6 separate regions of the Sus scrofa genome follow, and all the other regions are linked to region 1. Evidence: chromatin contacts called from public Hi-C and HiChIP or PLAC-seq data. All regions are on one chromosome and are shown on one strand. The core of a region is the stretch at or near the end of the contact, and the rest is flanking DNA. Distances in the headings are between cores, read along the strand shown.

Region 1 (3,059 bases), core at 285-2,784:
TTTAGGATGAGCACTTAAAAACAGTCATGAACCGGAGCTTCCTTGCGGTGTAGTAAGTTAAGGATCCAGCATTGTCATTGCAGCGGCTAGGGACGCTCCAGCAGCATGGCACAGGTTTGATCTCTGGCCCAGGAACTTCCACATCCCTCCGGCACAGGCACGGCCAAAAAACGAACAAAAAACCAGTTAAGAACTAAGAAACTATAAAGCCATCATTATCATCATCACTGCATCCCACGTGAAACAAGCCGGTCTGATTTGTACTCCGGATTCTAGCCTTAGCGTAGCAACCTACTACATTCACATCTCCACTACCTACCTACAAGGATACTGCACACTGTAGAGGTGCCAAGGTGCTGTAAGTTCTGCTTTTTAACAGACATTTACATAACATCACCAAAAGAATAAACAAAGTTTCAAAGCCAAGATGCTTCTCCAAATCAATAGGAAACTATCATTCTACTGAAATTCCCTGCAAGTAAGAAGTAAATAGCTTCTATTGTTAAACTTTCACAAAATACAAGATATGAGGTATCAAAACATTTGTTTGCTTAACTGCTGGGGGGGGGCAAAATTAATGACATTTTATTCACTTACTATGGAGAAACATCTCTGGCCAATTCTGTTGTATGATGCTGCTTATACTGCAATACAAAGGAGCAACTTGAAATTCACCTTATCTCTCACTCAATCTCTAGCGCAGATGCTAAAAAGTAATAAAACAGCCAAAAGATACAAAGATACATGAGAAAGCAAGGAGCCTGAAAAGACCCAGATAGTATTCTGTGCTCAAAGATATGAGGATAGGTTGGTCCTTAAAGTGCCCGACTAGAGGCTACTGGCTGTCTTCAGCCTCTACAGTGTATTTAAGCCCACTGTGGAAACCGGCTAGTTTGAAGCCACAGGGCGCAGGACCAGGGGACAGCAGAAAACACCTCGGGCTGAACGTCCTCTGCCAGTCCCCTCCTTTCCCCGTGGAGAGTGAATCGCCTCTGGAAGGTGGCCACACTCAGGGCTCTGGGGTGAGGGATGGGGGCGGGATCCCCCGGTCCGGGATGAGCAGGGGAACGCATTCGCTCCGTCACGCAGGTCTTGCACACAGGTGGGGACCGAGAGGCTGAGGCCTGCCGCCTCCCTCTGCCACTGCCTGGCAGGGGCCCCGACGCGCCTCCGCGGGCCTCGGCTCTTTGCCACTACCGGGACCCCTCCCCGCCCCGAGGTCCCCCGGCGACGAGAAGCGAACTCGATCGACCAGCCCACCCGGAAGCCCTCCCCCAGCTCACACCTGCCGGCGCGTGACGCCCAGAGCCGCGCGTGCGCGCCCGCCCGGCCCTTCCATTCCCAGCGCCCCTTCCCCGCGCGCGGACGTCGACCGCGTCCCTCCCCGCCCTGGGGTCAAACCCACCAGACGCCCGCCCCACGGAGCGCGCGCCCAACGCCGCCGCCCCCGCCTGCCCCGCGCGCGCGCTCACGCCCCTCCCGGCCCTCTCCCCGCCGCGCGCGCTCACTCGCGAGGACATGCACACGCTGCGCCTCAGCTTGACAGGCCGGCCCCGCGCGGCGCGCTCCCGCGGGCGTCCTCACCCACCCGGCCGCCCGACTCTGACTGGGCGGTGAGCGGGGGAGGGGAAGGACAGCAGTGGCCGTCGGTCCTCACTCACCGCCGAGCCGTGCCCGCTCCGAGTGCGCGGCGTTCCGCTGTGAGGCGATGCGCTGCGAGGCGCGCGGTCCCCGCTTCTCCGCAGGCTATGGAGGCGACGTAGTAGGGAGACTGAGGGGCTCGGGGGGGAGTCACTCCCTCCCGCTTCACCTCCGAGAAACACGGGGACCCCAGAAACTAAAAACAAAATAAACAAACTTTCCCCTCCGCCTCCCTCCCCCAAAACCACAACACAAACACTCGGGGGCCCGCCCAGAGCCCCATTCCATTGGCCGCAGGAAGGATGCTGCCGGCCGTCACTGGCTGCCTTCTATGCCCGTCAAGCTGCTGTTCCGCCCCTCCAATTCCTCGCCGCTGCCGTCGCCCCTCATTGGTTAAGTGCGTTCCGTTTGACGAGCTAGGATTGGCTACGCTGCCTGCGCCAATCATTAGGGGACACACCCCCTCAGCATCCCAGAGGCCGCTTCCTCCGTTGCGGACTGGGAGAGGCGAAGGGGAAACTAGAGCATGATGGCGGCCGAGCTCACTTGGCGCAACCATCGCCTTTTTTCTTTTATTTGCTCATTAGTGCCTCGGCCTCGCGCTGTTTCCCCTAAGGTCCTCTCTCTATCCACTACTGCCTAATAACGGAATCTATACGTCCCGGCTCCTTGATTTATCCCCTCCGAAGTGCTGAGTGTGGGCTGGTTGTACGTCATTGGACTGTTGGAATGTCACTCCCTGGTCAAATCCTCAAACTATTGGTGGGACGGCAAGAGAGCCCGTCCAACAACAAGAGCTAGTGCCATTGGTTTGTCTCCACCGAGTTCTTTCCTGGTACCTTATTGGGCTAAAAGGCGCGTCGGTCAGATCTGGATTCGTTTTGCTACGGTTGTTTGCTAGGGAGTTTAGATGACTCTGGTCGTTTGGCCTGTAGTTGACTGTAATAACGACTGCTATTTATTGCGTGCCTACTTTGTGCCAACTATGCAGAGATCTTTACAGGGACTATTGGTTAAACCCGTGAGTTTTATATTCTAAATTTTACCGATAGGAAACCAGGGCTCCAGAGCGGCTGGGATATTTGCCCAAGGTCACCTAGGTGGGAAGTAGTAGACCGGCATTTGGTCCCAGGTCTGTTTGACTCCATTGCCTTAGCTCTTTTCGCTTTTAGTGCCTTTACCTTAGCCTAGAATTGTACCCATCAGCCAACCCAACATCGTCAAAACATTTCATTCAGAACCTAAGCTCCTCAGTCAGCTTGTAGAGGTGACATTGTTGGGGACTGAGGCTGTGAACAGGTTGTCATTGCCTCCACCACATCCTCCTCTCCAGCACCCACTTCTGTCCACCCTAAATTAAAACAGTCTTGATGTTTCCTGATCAGAAGCTTATATACCTTTGTGTTCATTTTCTCAGC
Region 2 (3,059 bases), core at 250-2,749, 450 kb after region 1:
TTGAAGCTAAGGGCTCTCAGTCATAACTGAATCCTAGCACCACCACTTATGAGCCGATGACCTTTGGCAAGTTCCTTCACCTCTCTGTACTTACCTTAGTTCCTTATGTGTAAAAGGAGGATTAAAATTGTATTTTCCACATGGCCGGTAAGAGGATGAAATGAGTGAATGTATGTGAATGTGGTTAGAACAGCATTTGGCATCTACTAAGCAGTCTATCAGGGACAGCTATTATTAGGGTTACCTACTCTCATCTGTATTCAATGGAGCTACACATAAACTGTCACAGTCAGTCCTTACACAACAGCAGGGGGTTATCATTTGTAAAGTGCTTTGTCATCCCTTATCACATGTAAGTTGAGGAACTTACAAACTGGTCCGGGTTCACGTCAAGCTTTAACACTTACTGTTTACTAGATATCATGCGAGGGCTAAGCAGGTCCCACGTGACAACTCATCCCGTTCTAACACACCACCAGTGTCATCGGTATCCCCATTTTAAGTAGAGAAAACTGATGCTCCCAGAGGGAAGTAACTTGCCCACAGGCACACAGCTGTAAAGAGGGGGTGCACGCGTGTCCCCAATTCTGCCTGCCTCTGTAATGACAGCTACTACCATTGGCTAGGAGCTTACCAAGTGCACAGCACTTCTAGGTGTTCTACAAACTTTCCCAGCACAGGGCCTGGCACATACTAAAGAGGGAACCCTCAAAACGTCCTTCTGTGGAAAAAAATGATGATGACCCTTGTTTCTGAAATACAGAAACGAGAAGGAGTGGGGGAAACATTTGGTAAAAACGTCTGGACTTTGGGCCCCAAACCAGCTAGCCATCAGCCTCCGGCCTAGTGCTAGCAGCCATCCCCGTCCCTTTTTCCTCAACTGCAGAAGAGCACCCCTCAGCCCCCCTTAAGGGTCTCCCGCAGCAGGAGATAAGTCCAGAAATCAACAGGAAAAGTGCTTTATGAAGTAGGAAGCGACTGTCACGCCAGAGCTGTTACTACAAGGTCGAGCGGCGAGTGGGCGGCTGGGCCCCGGCGGGTCCCCAGTTTCTTCCCCGACCCCGCCTTCGCACCGAGCCGAAGAGGGAAGACCCCGAGGCTGGGGCAGGCCGGCTCAGGCCCCCCCGGGAGGGCTCCGGAGGCTGGGGCGGGGCCAACGAGAGGCCTCAGGGGGAAAGCCCGGCAGGCTAGGGCCAGACCCCCGGCGGCCAGGTCGGTAGCCAGGGCCGGATAGGGAGCACCGGCCGCGGCCCTGAGAGGAAAGGCGGCGAGCCCCCAGCCCTGGCCCTCACTCCTCCCCTCACTTACCTGCGGGCCGCGCGCGCGCTACCACTCCTCGAGTCTCGCCTCTCGCCCGGTACCTCTCCTGGGGTCACCCGCCAACATGGCCCCTTCACTTCCGGGACACGACCTTGCGCACGGAGCTGAGGGGAGGGATCGAAGAGAGCCTGGAGGCAGGGGGAGGCGGGAGGACTTCCGGTTTCCCCCGCCTAGGCCTCTCTCGGGGCGGGGCCAGAGCCACGTCGGGCCACGCCCCCTAGCTCGGCTCCGCCCACAAGCTTGAGTCCCGCCTCCGTACGTGACAACACAGAGGGTCCGGCCTGCTGAGGGCCTCGCCTACGCGGCGGTCCCAGGCGTCGTCGTCCCGCGGAACAGAGCCAGGGAAAGCTGGGGGAGGCAGCTGGGCGGGGTAGTCACCCACCCTGCTGCCAGCACCGTGGTCTGTCCGGGGGGTCTGGCCAGGCCCCAGCACTGTCTGCCCATCTCGAGCTGGAACCATGAGGGCTCCTGGGGGACTTTTAACACTAACAGTATTCCCTATCGTGGCTTTCACAGCTCTTCCATTTTCTCAGATTGCCTTCTTTTCAACCCTCCATGCCGTTCCCGCTCCCCTGGCAAAGACCTACCTTTCAAGGACCACCTCAACTGTCCCCTGTTGAAGTCTTTTCCCGCCCCCTTTCTCATCCAACATTAATGTCTCCTTTGGGCTCCACGGAAATGTCTGCTGACCACCTAGGGCTTCACTCCTTAAGTTAACAAAACGTGTTATTGGCGCCTGTTATTTGCTAGGCACTGTTTTTTTAGTTTCTGTCTCACCAGATTTAAGGGCAGGAGCCATGTCCTTACGGAATCCCTAAACCCCCTTCCCCCCAGAGCCTAGTTCAGTGTCCGGCTGAGGAAGGATAGTCTAGGAGGGGAGGGGAACAGGCAGGCTTTGGAATCAAGCCCAGACAGCTCCAGTTCCAGTCCCAGTTCCACCACTTAAGGACAGCTGCCTGCCCTCTGGCAAGTTTCCTAACCCCTCCCAGCTTTTGTGTGGATTAAAAGGCATCTGGCAGGACAATTGCCCACCCTTCCATTCATTCTTGCATAAATCCTTGTTTTGCAAGCACTGCCACTGGCACTGCAGAGAATACATCAAGTCCTCAGATTCTGGTGGAGGCTGATGTCAGAGGAGGTGATAAGAACCGGGAGAAACTTGAGAAACTTACTGGATGAGAGGATGAAGGGAAAGGAGTTGCCTTTTTATGTGGAGTGTTGCCAGAAGGCCTGTCTGATAAGGGAACCTGGAGTAGGACCTGAGGGAGGAGCATTCCAGGTGTTGGCCCTCAGGTGGGCCCTTAGGCTCAGCTGTCCTAGGAGCAGAAGAGAGGGGACCAGTGCCAGGGGAGTAGAGTGAGTGAGCAAGAACTGGGGAAGACGCAGGACTGCAGGTCCTTTTCGGGGCAGGGGAGGGGAGACTATGCTGAGGCTGGAGCCACCAGAAGATTTGGAGCTAAGGAGGAACACGACCTGACCATTTGTTTATGGTGAAAAAATTATATTTCAAATTAGCCAGCTGGACTCAGTTTAGATGATCCCAATTTTTTTGGCACCACCCAAAGCATCACAGGCAGGGGCCAGTTAAACATATACCTTCTTCTCTTCATCAGACCCCATCAGGGTGTTGGCCTTGGCTATGCGATGTCATAAAAGCATCTTCCCAGCCTGTCTGACACATGTGTTGGTCGCCTTGACCTCCACAATGAACACAACTATGCTTCTTCTTTTTTTTTTTT
Region 3 (3,059 bases), core at 253-2,752, 420 kb after region 1:
CATGGAGCCTTTACTATAAGCCAAGCACAACTGCAGGTGCCAGAGATGTAACAGTGAACAAAGAAAGATCTTTGCCTTTGTAGAGCTTATAGTGGGTGGGGAAAGAGTCAATAAAAAATACATGGGAATTCCCGGGGTGATTCAGTGGAAACAACTCTGACTAGCATCCATGAGGACACAGGTTCATTCCCTGGCCTCCCTCAGTGGGTTAAGGATCCGACGTTGCCATGAGCTGTGTTGTGGGTCACAGACACGGCTCAGATCTGGCATTGCTGTGGCTGTGGCATAGACTGGCAGCTACAGCTCCGATTTGACCTCTAGCCTGGGAACCTCCATGTGCCACAGGCTCAGCCCTAAAAAAAAAAAAGGACCAACTGAGTCATCTCTGTGACCTACACTCGACAGTGTCAGGTATGCAAGAGGCCCTCAGAACATGTTTGTACAATGAATTCAGTGGTTCGTCCTCATTCCTCACTCATTTATTGTCTTCTGCATGCCAGGTACTAGGCCAGGATCTGCAGATGGAGCAGGGAACCAGACAGGATTCCTCCACACAGCAAGAACTTCTAAGCCAGACGTTCTCAAATTATTTGGTATAAGAACTTCTTTATGCTTAGAAAAATTCAGAATCCCAAAGAGCTATTTTATGTGTAAATACATAACGACAGTTACCATGTAAGAAACTAAAACAGAGAATTTATAAAATATTTATTAATTGGTTTAATATGACAAGCCTACTTATTAATATAAGAGAATTTTGTTTTGTTTTGTTTTGGGGTTTTTTTTTGGGGGGGGGGTCTCTTTAGGGCCGCACGCGGGGCAGATGGAAATTCCCAGGCTAGGGGTCAATCAAAGCTGTAGTCGCCCGCCTACACCACAGCCACAGCAATGCCAGATCCAGGTGGCGTCTTCAGCCTACACCGCATTTCACTGGCAATGCTGGATCCTTAATCCACTGAGCGAAGCCAGGGATCAAACCCGCGTCCTCATGGATACTATCCGGGTTCATTACCGCTGAGCCACAACGGAAATTCCCTAAGTGACATATTTTAATGAAATCAACTGTATTTTACAAAACAACAAAATAGTGGGAAAACACTTATATGTTTTGCATTCTTGAAAATGCCTTTAATGTCCGGTTTAAAGAAGACAGCCGTTAAGGCGAACTCTATCTGTGCGATACGTTGCTCTGGTTGAATTGCATTTAAAAATACTTCAAAAAATGCATTCTCCTTTTTCATAAAAATTGAGAATATTACCACTCCGCCCTGCCCCCGGCCTCGCCCTTGACGGAGCAGCCAGAACCGAGAGGCTTAACCTACCAAACTCTGCTGGGCTGGGCTAGGGGTAGACGGCTTCCTGGAGAAGGTGTGGCCTGGCTCGCAAAGGGTTGGTTGGATTGGGATTGGACGACAAATGTGTCCTTCGTGTGTTGGCCCCACCTCCATATCCCGCCCCCTTCCCGCCCAGTGGTAAGTATAACGCATGCGTCCTAACGCACTTCCTCTGCGGAACCTTCTGTTCTCGCTCTGGTTTCCGCCGAGAAAACAGGGGTGTCCAGGGCGGAAGTACTTGAGGCGTGTGGGCGGGGCTAAGTGCAATTATGTCGGCGGCCTTGCTGCGGCGGGGCTTGGAGCTTTTGGGGGTTCCCGAAGGTGAGGAGGGAAGGTGGGAGGGACTGGGGATGGAGCTTGCGGGGTGCGGAACGATCCAGGCCGGGCTTAGCCTCGGTGGGATGGGAGCCCTGAGCGCCCTCCGACCCGGGTCCGTGCCTTTCTCTGTGCCCGTTACAGCCCCCGAGGCCGCGCCAGGCCAGACTAAGCCTAGCCAGGCTCCAAAGAAACGGACCCGGAAGGCAAAGGCGACCCAGGCCCAGAAACTGCGGAACTCGGCCAAGGGAAAGGTTCCCAAGTCGGCGCTGGGTGAGTTTGGGAGTGGACGGGACGGGACGTGCTGCTCCTGGGATAGGGGCCTGTGCCCTGGAGGAGGGGGCACTTGAGTCAGGGCTTGAAAGGTTCCCCAGACATTTCTAGAACACCTGTGCGACGGGCGCAGGACGGGGCCCTAGGAACGCGGAGGTGAACACATCACCGTCTCAGCCCTCAAACGGGGAGAGAAGCATCATAGAGTTTCAAAATCAGCATATAGTTGCGGTGATGAAGTCTGTGCAGTAAGACTTTCGTGCTTTGAGAAGGACTTCAGGGCCAAATCAGGCTTTTCTAAGGAAGCAACATTTAAGCCCAGACCTGAAGTATAAGAGTGAGCTAGGGGAGGAGTAATCCAGGAGAATGGCATCTACAAAGTCCGAAAGAAATTCGTTGCCTTTGAAAATTTAAAAGAAACCTGGTTAAAGGCAACGTACAGTGAACGAGGGTCAGAGACGGAGCATTTAATAAAAATTAAAACTCCTTGCGCCCGGTGCTTTTCTAAGTCTCGTACAAATATTCACTGATTTCATCTCTCACAGCAACCCTGTGCCGTCGGTGCTGTTATTACCCCATTGTACAGGTGCAGAAACAGGCACCTGCCCAGATGGTACAGGTAGAAACCAGGCAGTGTGTTTCCAGAGCCCTGCTCTCACCTACGTCATTCAACTAGGAGGTGCTGTGGCCTGGGTGGTGGTGGTGGTGCAGAGATAACAGAATTGTGCAGGTGGCTGATGCAGTGAAGAGGGAGCCTTGATGGCCTCAGTGAACTGGCTGTGAGGATGGAGGGGGAAGGAGATCCAGCGGGAATGGAGCCCTGTTTCTAGGAGAGCATCTTGGGCAATGTGGTGCCACTGTACAGACTTAAGAGGGGCAGGTGTGGACTGGATGGTAGGGTGTTTTGACTTGTGGCAGGATTTCATCAGCTCCTAGGGTATCTTTGAATCCCCAGGGCGCATAGAAAGTGTTCAGGTATTTGTTACAAAGAACTATGGGTTCTAAGGAGGAAACACAACATGAGCCAAAGTGGAGGCAAGGAAGTGAGATCCGTCTGAGCAACAGCGATGCTGGCTGCTGGCGTGGAGCAGGAGCACGTGGTGTGCCGGGTCACTTCTCCATCCCAGCCATCGTCGT
Region 4 (3,059 bases), core at 338-2,837, 350 kb before region 1:
GCCCTGCCCTCCACGTGAGCCAGGTTTCCCATCATGGCTTCGTGTACCTGCCGTTACTTTGCACTTGTCTTCTGAGCCTTCCTCAAACCTGTCTGTGCTCAGTGCTGTGGTCGAGCTGGCCTTCCCACAGCGCCTGCCCTCAGCCCTGCGTCTCAGCAGTGTGTGTACTTGAAGCCTTCTTGTCTCCCCATAAGGTCATTCTTATCCACTTTTTGAAGAGGTGAAGAAACCGACCAAGAGGAAGGAAAAAACTCCGACTTGGGCATGAGAGGGAATTAGGTTGTGATCCTAACTCTGCCACTTGCTGCCTTTCCTACCCTTTCTGAACCTGTCCCCATCTGTAAAGTGGGGTATAACCCGCCACACAGCATCACTAGGAATATTCAAGTAGACAGCACGTTTAAAGTATCAAGAATGGTGTCGTCCATAGAAGCAGACTTCCTCGCTATTACATGAAAAGTTCCTTAACTCGGTGCAGCCAAGGAGGAAGTCACATCCTCGACAGCTAGTCCACCTGTCACTTGTCCCATTCGTGGTGCGGCACCCCTGTCGTACAGGAGGATGATGCACTCCCCTTCCATCAGGAAATTCTGTGCTTCGGGAGTTGTTTTTCTAGACACTGGGTCTGTGCCTTCCTCCTTGGGACAGCCAGTGCAGGTTGTTGAGGCCGCAAGCTGGCTGGTGTTTTAGTCAGCTAATCTGTGGCTGTGGTGCCTAAACCAGCCGGCCTGTGTGGGAATCTAGCCCAGGGCCCAACCGCGTTGCCGCGTCTGATGACAGCAGCAGTAAATGCATTGGTGAGCACCGCCGGCTTCAGAGCGCTTTCATTCTCAGAAGAGTCCCAGGAGGGAGCAAATGCTCACTCTGCAGAAGAAGAACATGAGACCCAGAAAGTGGTCCTACCCTGAGTCACGCCAGCGGTGACTGGCAGAGCCCAGGACGAGAACCCAGGGGTCTTGATGCTCCCTCTGGGACCTCTGTGACGTTTTGGACCCAGATGAGAGCCTAATTCTGGCAGTTCAAATGGACGTTTAGAGCTCACAGAATCCTCTAGTTTTCCTGTCAGTAGTGTACATTTTGTGTCCCTTATAGAATATTCATTAATTCATTGAATGAATTACGTGCTGGGTACTTTCGGCTTTGGGGGTCTGTCAGAAAGGAAAGAAGTAGACAAAACCCGGCCGTGCCCTGATGGAGCAAGCTTATTCAGATGTAACCAAATAAGAAAGATCTGTAGTATGACCGTAGAGAGTGTGAGATGGTATGAGCTATGCAGAAAAATAAGGCAGAAGGGCGGCTGGGGGTGGGGGTGGGGCAGACACTGAGTTGGCTCTGATTCTTAGTCTCATTCCCACTCTCTGAGAGCAAAGCTGCCTGTTCATTCCCTGCTGGTTCATCACACCCTGCATATCAGGGCTTTTGGAGACCGATTTTGGAGTTGAACCAGCTCTACTCAGTAGAAGCAGGTGCAGGGGCTGTCTGCTTACCCACTGAGAGGCCAGGACCTTCAGATTAGAGCTGGGTTGGCCTGGGTAGTGCTTTGGAATGCTCTGGTAGGCTGGGGAGGGAGCTGGTGCTGGTTTTCCTTAGATTATTTCTTAGATCTAGAGCTCCCCCTGCTGTTAGAAGGTGGGGTGCTCTCAACTGATCTTTTAAAATGATTGTTTTTTTACCCTAAGTTCTAAAAACCCCGAAACGTTTAAAAAAAAAAGTACTGCAGGACATTTGGAGCTTTCTTGTGAGACTGCTCCTGGTAAGGCCCAGCCCTCGGGGCGGGCTGGGGGAGGAAGCACAGAGGCCCCGGCAGGATAGGGCCCTATCTGTGCTCAATGCTACTTATAGCGTCTCCTTACCCTGCACTCCTACCACAGCCGGCAGCCCCGCAAAATTATCTCCCCACAGTTTCACAGCTGCTCTGAAATTCTCAAGCAGCAGAAGTGAAACTGACCATGATCTTATAAATTCCTCCTTACTGCTGTTCCCTGCTTGAAGTGAATCAGGCCCTTACCCTCTCATCCTCAGGGTGTCCTGCTGAGTTTTAACACAAGCTCTCTTCGTGATGCTGCATCCTTAGAGGGTTCTGCTTTGATCTCTCCACCTCGGTGCTGTTTACTGAGTCGAGAACTGCGGCCCCAGAACAGAGCTGAGTCTTGGGCGGGGGCTGCAGGGAGCCCTTCTGGTCAGCACTGGGTGTGTGCACCAGGGTTAACCATAGAGTCCCTGTGAAGTTCTTTTAGTCCTTCAAGGTGAAATTCAGGTTAATTTTAGCAGCACTATTAATATCAGCTGAGCTGAAGAAGGAAATGGCACCCAAGCAGACGTGTGTCTTTTTGGTTTAATTGCCCCATTCAGACCGTTTGGTTGCTTTGCGATTCCTGATGAGATTGAAGAGGGAGAGCAGGTGGACGCCGCTTGCAGCCCTGCTCCGTGTCCCCATCTTCCTGAGAGTAAAGGGAGGCCCGGCAGGCCTTCTTGGAGGGTTGCCTGCTCATGGAGGATTCTGTTACAGTTCTATTCCATGGGTGCTCTTTCTGGAGCCCAGGCTTAGGCAGGGACTCTCCACTGGGAACAAAGTAACCGAACTGTTTCGAGGGGGAGCTGAAGCACCGAGCTGTGTGCTTGCTCAGGTGCCGTTTTCTTCCTCACTTCAGCTGGTGCTGAGTCCTGCTAAAATCAACTTGAATTTAAGACGCCTTCTCCACTGTAAATTGGAAGTAGACATCATGCTTCACTATAAAGTAATCTTTTATGATTCTTTTCCCAACAGCTTTGAAAAGTCCAGCTGCATTTCATGAGCAGAGAAGGAGCTTGGAGCGGGCCAGGGTAAGGCACCTTCCCTCCCCAAGGATTCCCAGGAGCATTTTCAGAGCCTATTACGTTGCGGGTCCTCTTCCTTCCAGTCGGGCATGTCTCCAGGGTCAGCCCAGGTCTCACAGTTGTAAATATAAGGTGCTGCCTTTTCCGCTTCATCCCCCCTCCTCCCCGTGTCCCCCAGCGTGGTGACATGGACCGTGATGAGAAAGAGTTTCCTCCTCTGGTGCATGCGAGTGTGCAGTGGT
Region 5 (3,059 bases), core at 325-2,824, 290 kb before region 1:
GGTTCACTTCTGTGAGGTACTTCTCTACCTCACCAACTTTTCTGACAACCCAACAAGTTGCCAAATTCACAAGAGTAGTATTTAAACAATTTTCGTTCCCAGCCTTTTAAAGTGAATGCTCATGGGCTGTGTTCACCTGTTACCTATATGAGGTCAAGAGAAACAGCTCACACCCAGCCCTTTCTCCCAGATCACACACCTCCATCCTTAAAATGGGATAGAGAAGAGGGCTCAACCCTGGCTAGTGTAACAGTTAATGATGATAAGGCTACAGGCAACTGGGATTATTATCAAAAGACAGGAAAGATGTCAGCTTTTATTAGAATCAATTACCAACTAATTATGGAGAACAGAAACAAACATGTAAAACAAGCTATAACTCTGTTGTTTAGAGTTCAGAGAGAACTGGAAGATAAGGAAAAGAGATGAGGAAAATTAGAAGGAAATACATGTGTATCCACAAACCTAATCACAATCACAAAAGCTACAAATAAACATGAGGTTGAAAACTCAGTTTTTGTGAAACAGAGTCTCATTAGGAACTTGAATTTACCAAGAAAGTATAATTAAAGAAAGGTAAAGAATATTCTAGACACCCCTAAATGTCTCACCAAAAAGCAAACACAAAACAGCCAGTCAACCACCACAGATCAAAAATGCAGCCCAAGACTGGAAAACTCGATGCGATACAGCCACTCATCCCTGAAAAGAAACTTTAAATCATCTCCCCCCGACCCGCCTCAAAATGCAAAACATCTTAGATCATTAAACTATGTATGAGAGTAACGTTCAAAATTCCAATCATAAGCACACTGGCCTCAATTTCCTCAATGTTCTACAGCGTGTTCCGAGTCTGGCCTGAAGCTGAGCCTGTGTTTCGACCCCAGACCCGAATCTCCAACGTAAAGTTAGTCAAACCTGAGGAAGACTTTGCTGCTGTTAGTATTAGGCAGATGTCCTTTAAAAAAACAAAAAACAAAACAAAAGGGTCCCCGGCTTCAGATGCGGTGTCTCTAAACTGCTCCCAGCTGCGGGAGCGGGACATATGGGGGCTCGAGCCCCCGGGACACTTATGCTCGGGAGCCGGGGGTCCCCACCTCCCGCCCGGCCAGCTGAGGGTCTCGCCCTCGGAGGCCACCCCCGCCCGAGCGGGATGAGGGGGCACCGGGTCCGAGCGCCGCCTGCGCCCCGCCGCCTGTCCCCCACAGGGGACCTCGGGAGCCCGCGCCTGGCCGCCGCTGGCCCGGACCCCCACCCCCTGCGCAGCACGAGCAAGGCCCTGTCGGCCGGCGGCGGTGCCTCCCTGCTCCTCGGGCCCCTCGGCGCGTCAGGCGTCCGCCAGTCCGTGGGTCAGCCGGTCTGTCCGCAGCCCGCTGCGTCCCCACCGGAGGGGCACGTGTGGGCGCCGGGCCCGCAAACCCAGCGCGTCTCGGCCAACCTCTCGCTCCGCACTCACCTGCCCGCGGGGGATGTCCAGCTGCCGCGCCGCCGCGCGTCGCCGCCACGAAGGTGCCAACCCTGCTTGGGTTCGCAGCTCCGCCCCTGTCAGCGCTCGGTGGCCCCATCGCGCACGCGCGCGGGGCCGGGCGGAGCGGAGCAGCCGCGGGGCATGCCGGGGGCTGTGGTCTTTCGGGTCCGCGGGCCGGAGGCGGCGGGGGTTTGCGCGCCTCTGAACCCAGCACACCAGCTTCTTTCCGAAGCTGAGCCCGGGTCCACCAGTGAGTGAGGGGCAGGGAGTAACAGGCGACTTTCGAAGCCCAGTTTCGGCCGAGTGATGCCCACTTGGCCTCTCGTCTGCACTGCACCCCGAGGAGTTGGGGAATATGGGGTGGACCAGTGGTCATGGTGGGGAAAAGACACAGCAGGGCTCCAGGAAGGATGGGTTTACTTGACATTAATTTGCTAAATATTTAAGTGCCTTCTTTACCGGTGTACAAACTAGTCCTAGACCAGCCTGATCCGCTCTTAGACAACTCACAAGCTTTGGAAGGAGCCACAAATTAGGACAAATTGGTTGAGGTCATACCGAAGAAATTCACTCTTCGGGCATAATGCAGTGAGTGGGTGTAGTCAGAGGCCTGCAATTCAATCAATCAAACCAGCGAACATCTAGCTCGCCCTTAAAATGAGAATGTGAATTTAGGCTTGTTGCGAGAAGTAGATGCTGTGAGAAAATGTTACAGTAAGAATGAACATCCTGCGAAGGTGGTGGGACCCATCACCATTTTATATTCAGATCCCAGTCGACATCAGGCTCTAGTTTTAAAAAGTTTTGAAAGATCACCGAAAACTACACTAGGATTACCGGAATATTCTTCTAGAACTTTCACACTACTCTGAAAAGACACACTACATTTAGTTTTGGAGCTGCTTATAACCTAAGCTCATGTTCCTAATGTGTTCCAACGTGGTTATGATGCAGTGAATTAATGGGAACCATAGGTAAAGCCTACAAAACACAAGGCATTCTTAACCTTGACCTCATTGTATTATGCTCACTTTACAAAACACTTTCATGTTATTCATAACTCTGTGGCAAAAGCAGGGTGATTTTTTTTTCCTTTTTTGTCTTTTCTAGGGCTGCACCCACAGCATATGGAGGTTCCCAGGCTAGGGGTCGAATCAGAGCTGTAGCCAACGGCCTATGTCAGAGCCACAGCAATGCGGGAACTGAGCCACATCTGCGACCTACACCACAGCTCACCACAACGCTGGATCCTTAACCCACTGAGCGAGGCCAGGGATCAAACCTGCAACCTCATGGTTCCTAGTCATATTTGTTAACCACTGAGCCATGACGGGAACTCCAACAGGGTGAATTTTATCATTAGAATTTTAGGAGTTCCCACTGTGGTGCAGTGGGATCGGCGGTGTCTCTGTAGTGCCAGATATAGGTTCCATCTCCAGCCCAGTACAGTGGGTTAAAGGATCTGGTGCAGTCACACTTGCAGCTTGGATCTGATCCCTGGCCCGGAAACTCCGTATGCCACCAGGCAGAAAAAAAAAAAAAAAAAAAAAAGACGAAAAACATACAAAACAAAATTTAGAGAAACTTGTCA
Region 6 (3,059 bases), core at 232-2,731, 270 kb before region 1:
AAGGGCAGGGACCGAACCCGCAACCTCATGGTTCCTAGTCGGATTCGTTAACCACTGTGCCACGACGGGAACTCCCAGACTATATTTCAATGCCAACTTGAAACGTGGAGTGCTACCACCCTCATCCACAGGGATAGAACAGAAAACAGAAGCTAGAGTATACGCTGTTCACATCCTCATCTGTAGCTCTTATTGTTTATCTGAGCCTAGAGTTTTATGAAATCTCTCTGTAACTCCATTCTATCATCAGTGAAACTGGAATAACAGTACTTCTTATAAACAGTTGTTCTGAGGATTGGGAAACTATTAACAGTTAAGGTTTTCAAACTATGGAGCACACACAGGAGATGCTGTAGCAATGTCTGCTAGTATTAGGTACTACTTTATTTTTTTGAGCACAGTGACAGGAAGTGGGGAAAACCTAGGAAGAAAGTTTCCTGTTGGGAGACCAAGTACCTCGGTCTCAGGCATATACTCAGATTGCTTCTGGTTTACTAACTGTTGTCTGGTAGGGTACTGCCATCTTGCTCGTCCTAGCATTTTCCTCTGAAACCTTATAGCTCTTGGATCACCTTCTCATTCCTTCAGCTCCTTTGGGCAGGCCCGTCTGGAGCTATTTTTGAAACTGTTGGGCTGAGTAAGTCTACTGAGCAGCACTTTTAAGAGAAACCAAATATTAAATCTCGTCTAATAACCCCTCCTCCGATTTTTCCTCCCCAGGGGCAAAGGGCAGCGAGTGAAGCGTTAATGGTGGCCTAGGAAACATGGATTCTGTAGCTGATCCTGGTCTCCGTCCACACTGAGGCATTGTGGAAGACGAAGTGGCCAAGCGCTCAGGTTTCGCACGGAACACAGGATCACATTTGGGTTTCTCTATTGCTGTTAAGGAGCAAATTATGAGCTGGATTATCATAGAGGCTTGGTCTTCTCTCCTATATGTGGGAAAACACCACCTAGTTTGCAAAGTCTTTATTCGTTAACAGGGAAAAGACGTGTACACAAATGAGCACAGGGGCCCGTAACAAGCGCTCAGGAGTGTACTCCCGCGGGAATGGCCACGATTTACTCCCTGAAACAGAAAACTGAACTTCTCGCCGCCCCCTGTGCGTCTCCAACCCTTGACGATTATAAACACGTACAGGTGCGGCGCGAGGGCCTTTCGCCCTGGCCTTCCCGGGGCCGCAGCTCCTCTGGAAAGAGAACACCCGGCGGAAAACAGCGGGGCAGCTGTCTCAGGCTGCTCAGCCCACACCGGGCGCAGAGCCCGGCACGCGCAGGGGCGGGCCCGCCTCTCAGCACCGGGCGCGTTACCTGCTCAGCCTCCGCCAGCCACAGCCAGAGTTGCCGCCAGGTCCGGAATTTGTACCTGTCGCTAAACACGAAGCACATCTCCGGGCTGGCATAGCGGGAGGCAAGCGGCGAGCGGTAGCTGTCGTGCCCGCCATGGTCACCTCCCGCCGCCATCCCGAACACACGACCCTGCTAGAAGGGACAGGACCAGCCACAGCGGAAGCGGAAGTCAGAGGCGGGACTTCCCTGCTTGGGGGGCGGGGCTTCCTCCACTTGGTCCAGGTCCCGGGGCTCCGGGTGGCCGCAGCCCTCAAGGTTGTGGAGGGTTTCCGCGAGCCGCTGAGCCCGCGGCTGAGGGTTAAGGATTTTTTTCTTCGTTTACAAGGAACAGTGATTAGCGCTTCATAAGTTATTTCGCAGTTCTGCGTCTCAGCTTTTCCATCTGAAAAGACTCGCCTTTAAATTGCTGAGTGTTGCTGTGGCTGTGGTCTTGTCTGGCAGCTCAGATTCGACCCCTACCCGGGAACTTCCATATGCCGCAGACGCGGCCCTAAAAAGACAGGGGGGAAAAAAAAAGATTGCTGAGAGGATTGGGTATCGGTATCTATGTCTGGGACACTTAGAAAGCCCTCTGTGTGTTTGCTATTGTTTATTATTGCCGCCTACCCTTCCCCCGCGTTTGCCAGGCGCCGCGCGCAGTTCTGAGGAATGAAGATGCCCGAAAGAAATCGGCATTTATTGAGTTCCAAGTGAGCCCCTTGGACGAAACAGCGGTAAAAGCGGATTTCAGTAAGCGCTGAAACTGAGCCTCAGACGTTGATGACTTGCTGAGGGCCACCCAACTAAGTGAAGCCTCCCGACTTCAGATCCTGCACTCCAAGCCATCGTGCTGCAAAGGTCCCAGCACACATCGTGTGGGGTCCCACCTAACGCTTGGTGAGGGCATCCCAACCCCGCCTCCTCCGTCCTGGAACACCTCTGTCACTACCTCTTCCTCAAGGTCCAGTCCAGAAAATGTTCCCTGACAGTCCTACTCTTCTTTCTGGTTGGGCAATGATAAAACCCCGCTAAGGTTTATGGAGATCTCACTAGGTATGTCACTGTCCTGAGTGCTTTACACAAGTGATCTTGTTCTTTTGTTTGTTTGCCACACCTGCCAGGCATGCGGAAGTTCCCAGGCCAGAGATGGAATCCCAGCGGCACTGCCGCAACGCTGTACCTTAATCCAGCGTGCTACAGCGGCAGCTCCGCAAGTGATCTTGTTTAATCCATGTGAGGATCCTGAGTTGCTCAGTTATTTTTTTAATGAAATGATACATACACTCCTCTCCAAAGCAGAGCACTAAGTAAATGCTAGCCATTTTTATGATCCCCATGTTGCAGATGGCAAAAGGAAGGCATGGGCAGGCAGGCTGAGCGTCTTTTCTTCTCCCATAGAAGGGCAAAAGCAAGGAATTAGGTGACGGGATAAGCTCCAGGCTCCTGGTTCTTCACAGATCCAAAGGTACCCTTTCCTTTGTGCTATAGTAGCAGGTCCTATGCTCCTTAGAAATTACCTGTTTCTGAGTGTCTCATTTTGAATTCTCAGCTTATTTGCTGAGGTGAGCAGCCCCTTTTCCAGGAACCATAATGCTTCAGGGACATTAAAAGTGGTTGATTAGATCTCAAGACTTCCAAGAACTTGTCTTTGACAATAACTTCTTTTCCTGTCACCTTTCCTTTCTGCTTTAATTTTTTCCAGTTTACTCAAAAAACCTATGGACCCCCCC

Evidence for each region. A called contact is a pair of places that touch in the nucleus more often than the background predicts. HiChIP or PLAC-seq counts read pairs in DNA pulled down with a chosen protein or histone mark.
Region 2: an H3K27ac HiChIP or PLAC-seq map of alveolar macrophages shows a contact between it and region 1. The contact joins the promoter of MIEF1 here to the promoter of TNRC6B in region 1. A contact is called at or near these places in 1 of 47 Hi-C or Micro-C datasets (liver) and 2 of 2 datasets of contacts at active chromatin or transcription factors (alveolar macrophages and skeletal muscle).
Region 3: a contact with region 1 is called in an H3K27ac HiChIP or PLAC-seq map of alveolar macrophages. The contact joins the promoter of RPS19BP1 here to the promoter of TNRC6B in region 1. A contact is called at or near these places in 5 of 5 promoter capture datasets (fetal liver, fetal skeletal muscle, liver and 1 more), 33 of 47 Hi-C or Micro-C datasets (adipose tissue, alveolar macrophages, blood and 17 more) and 2 of 2 datasets of contacts at active chromatin or transcription factors (alveolar macrophages and skeletal muscle).
Region 4: a Hi-C map of skeletal muscle shows a contact between it and region 1, with 4 times the contacts expected there. The contact joins the enhancer-like site here to the promoter of TNRC6B in region 1. A contact is called at or near these places in 2 of 47 Hi-C or Micro-C datasets (alveolar macrophages and skeletal muscle) and 2 of 2 datasets of contacts at active chromatin or transcription factors (alveolar macrophages and skeletal muscle).
Region 5: an H3K27ac HiChIP or PLAC-seq map of alveolar macrophages shows a contact between it and region 1. The contact joins the promoter of SGSM3 here to the promoter of TNRC6B in region 1. A contact is called at or near these places in 2 of 5 promoter capture datasets (fetal liver and liver) and 1 of 2 datasets of contacts at active chromatin or transcription factors (alveolar macrophages).
Region 6: a contact with region 1 is called in a Hi-C map of embryonic fibroblasts, with 3 times the contacts expected there. The contact joins the promoter of ADSL here to the promoter of TNRC6B in region 1. A contact is called at or near these places in 3 of 5 promoter capture datasets (fetal liver, fetal skeletal muscle and liver), 12 of 47 Hi-C or Micro-C datasets (embryonic fibroblasts, fetal heart ventricle, fetal skeletal muscle and 5 more) and 2 of 2 datasets of contacts at active chromatin or transcription factors (alveolar macrophages and skeletal muscle).

What each region holds. Positions count from the first base shown.
Region 1 is chr5:8,309,530-8,312,588 of Sscrofa11.1, forward strand. It overlaps TNRC6B (trinucleotide repeat-containing gene 6B protein), which reads right to left and starts at 1,535. Exons shown (of 26, transcript XM_021092847.1): 1 at 1,509-1,535. The coding sequence starts at 1,520. It overlaps LOC102162756 (a long non-coding RNA gene), which reads left to right and starts at 2,436. Exons shown (of 2, transcript XR_001305237.2): 1 at 2,436-2,662; 2 at 3,059.
Region 2 is chr5:8,760,588-8,763,646 of Sscrofa11.1, forward strand. MIEF1 (mitochondrial dynamics protein MID51) reads right to left here and starts at 1,500. Exons shown (of 6, transcript XM_001929366.6): 1 at 1,309-1,500.
Region 3 is chr5:8,733,861-8,736,919 of Sscrofa11.1, forward strand. RPS19BP1 (active regulator of SIRT1) reads left to right here and starts at 1,503. Exons shown (of 4, transcript XM_003126008.4): 1 at 1,503-1,655; 2 at 1,794-1,922. The coding sequence starts at 1,604.
Region 4 is chr5:7,954,719-7,957,777 of Sscrofa11.1, forward strand. It overlaps MKL1 (MKL/myocardin-like protein 1), which reads left to right. Exons shown (of 16, transcript XM_021092835.1): 6 at 2,768-2,823. Among named protein-coding and RNA genes, the nearest start is that of SGSM3, 62 kb to the right of the region's middle. Within about 2 kb of position 1,588, at least 43 of the 83 cell types and tissues checked have an H3K27ac peak or open chromatin away from gene starts, as enhancers often do. A contact at or near this core is called in alveolar macrophages and skeletal muscle, where this site is marked.
Region 5 is chr5:8,016,208-8,019,266 of Sscrofa11.1, forward strand. SGSM3 (small G protein signaling modulator 3) reads right to left here and starts at 1,575. Exons shown (of 21, transcript XR_002344287.1): 1 at 1,457-1,575.
Region 6 is chr5:8,043,999-8,047,057 of Sscrofa11.1, forward strand. It overlaps ADSL (adenylosuccinate lyase), which reads right to left and starts at 1,482. Exons shown (of 13, transcript NM_001130733.1): 1 at 1,312-1,482. The coding sequence starts at 1,464. It overlaps LOC106507467 (a long non-coding RNA gene), which reads left to right and starts at 1,545. Exons shown (of 2, transcript XR_001303476.2): 1 at 1,545-2,382.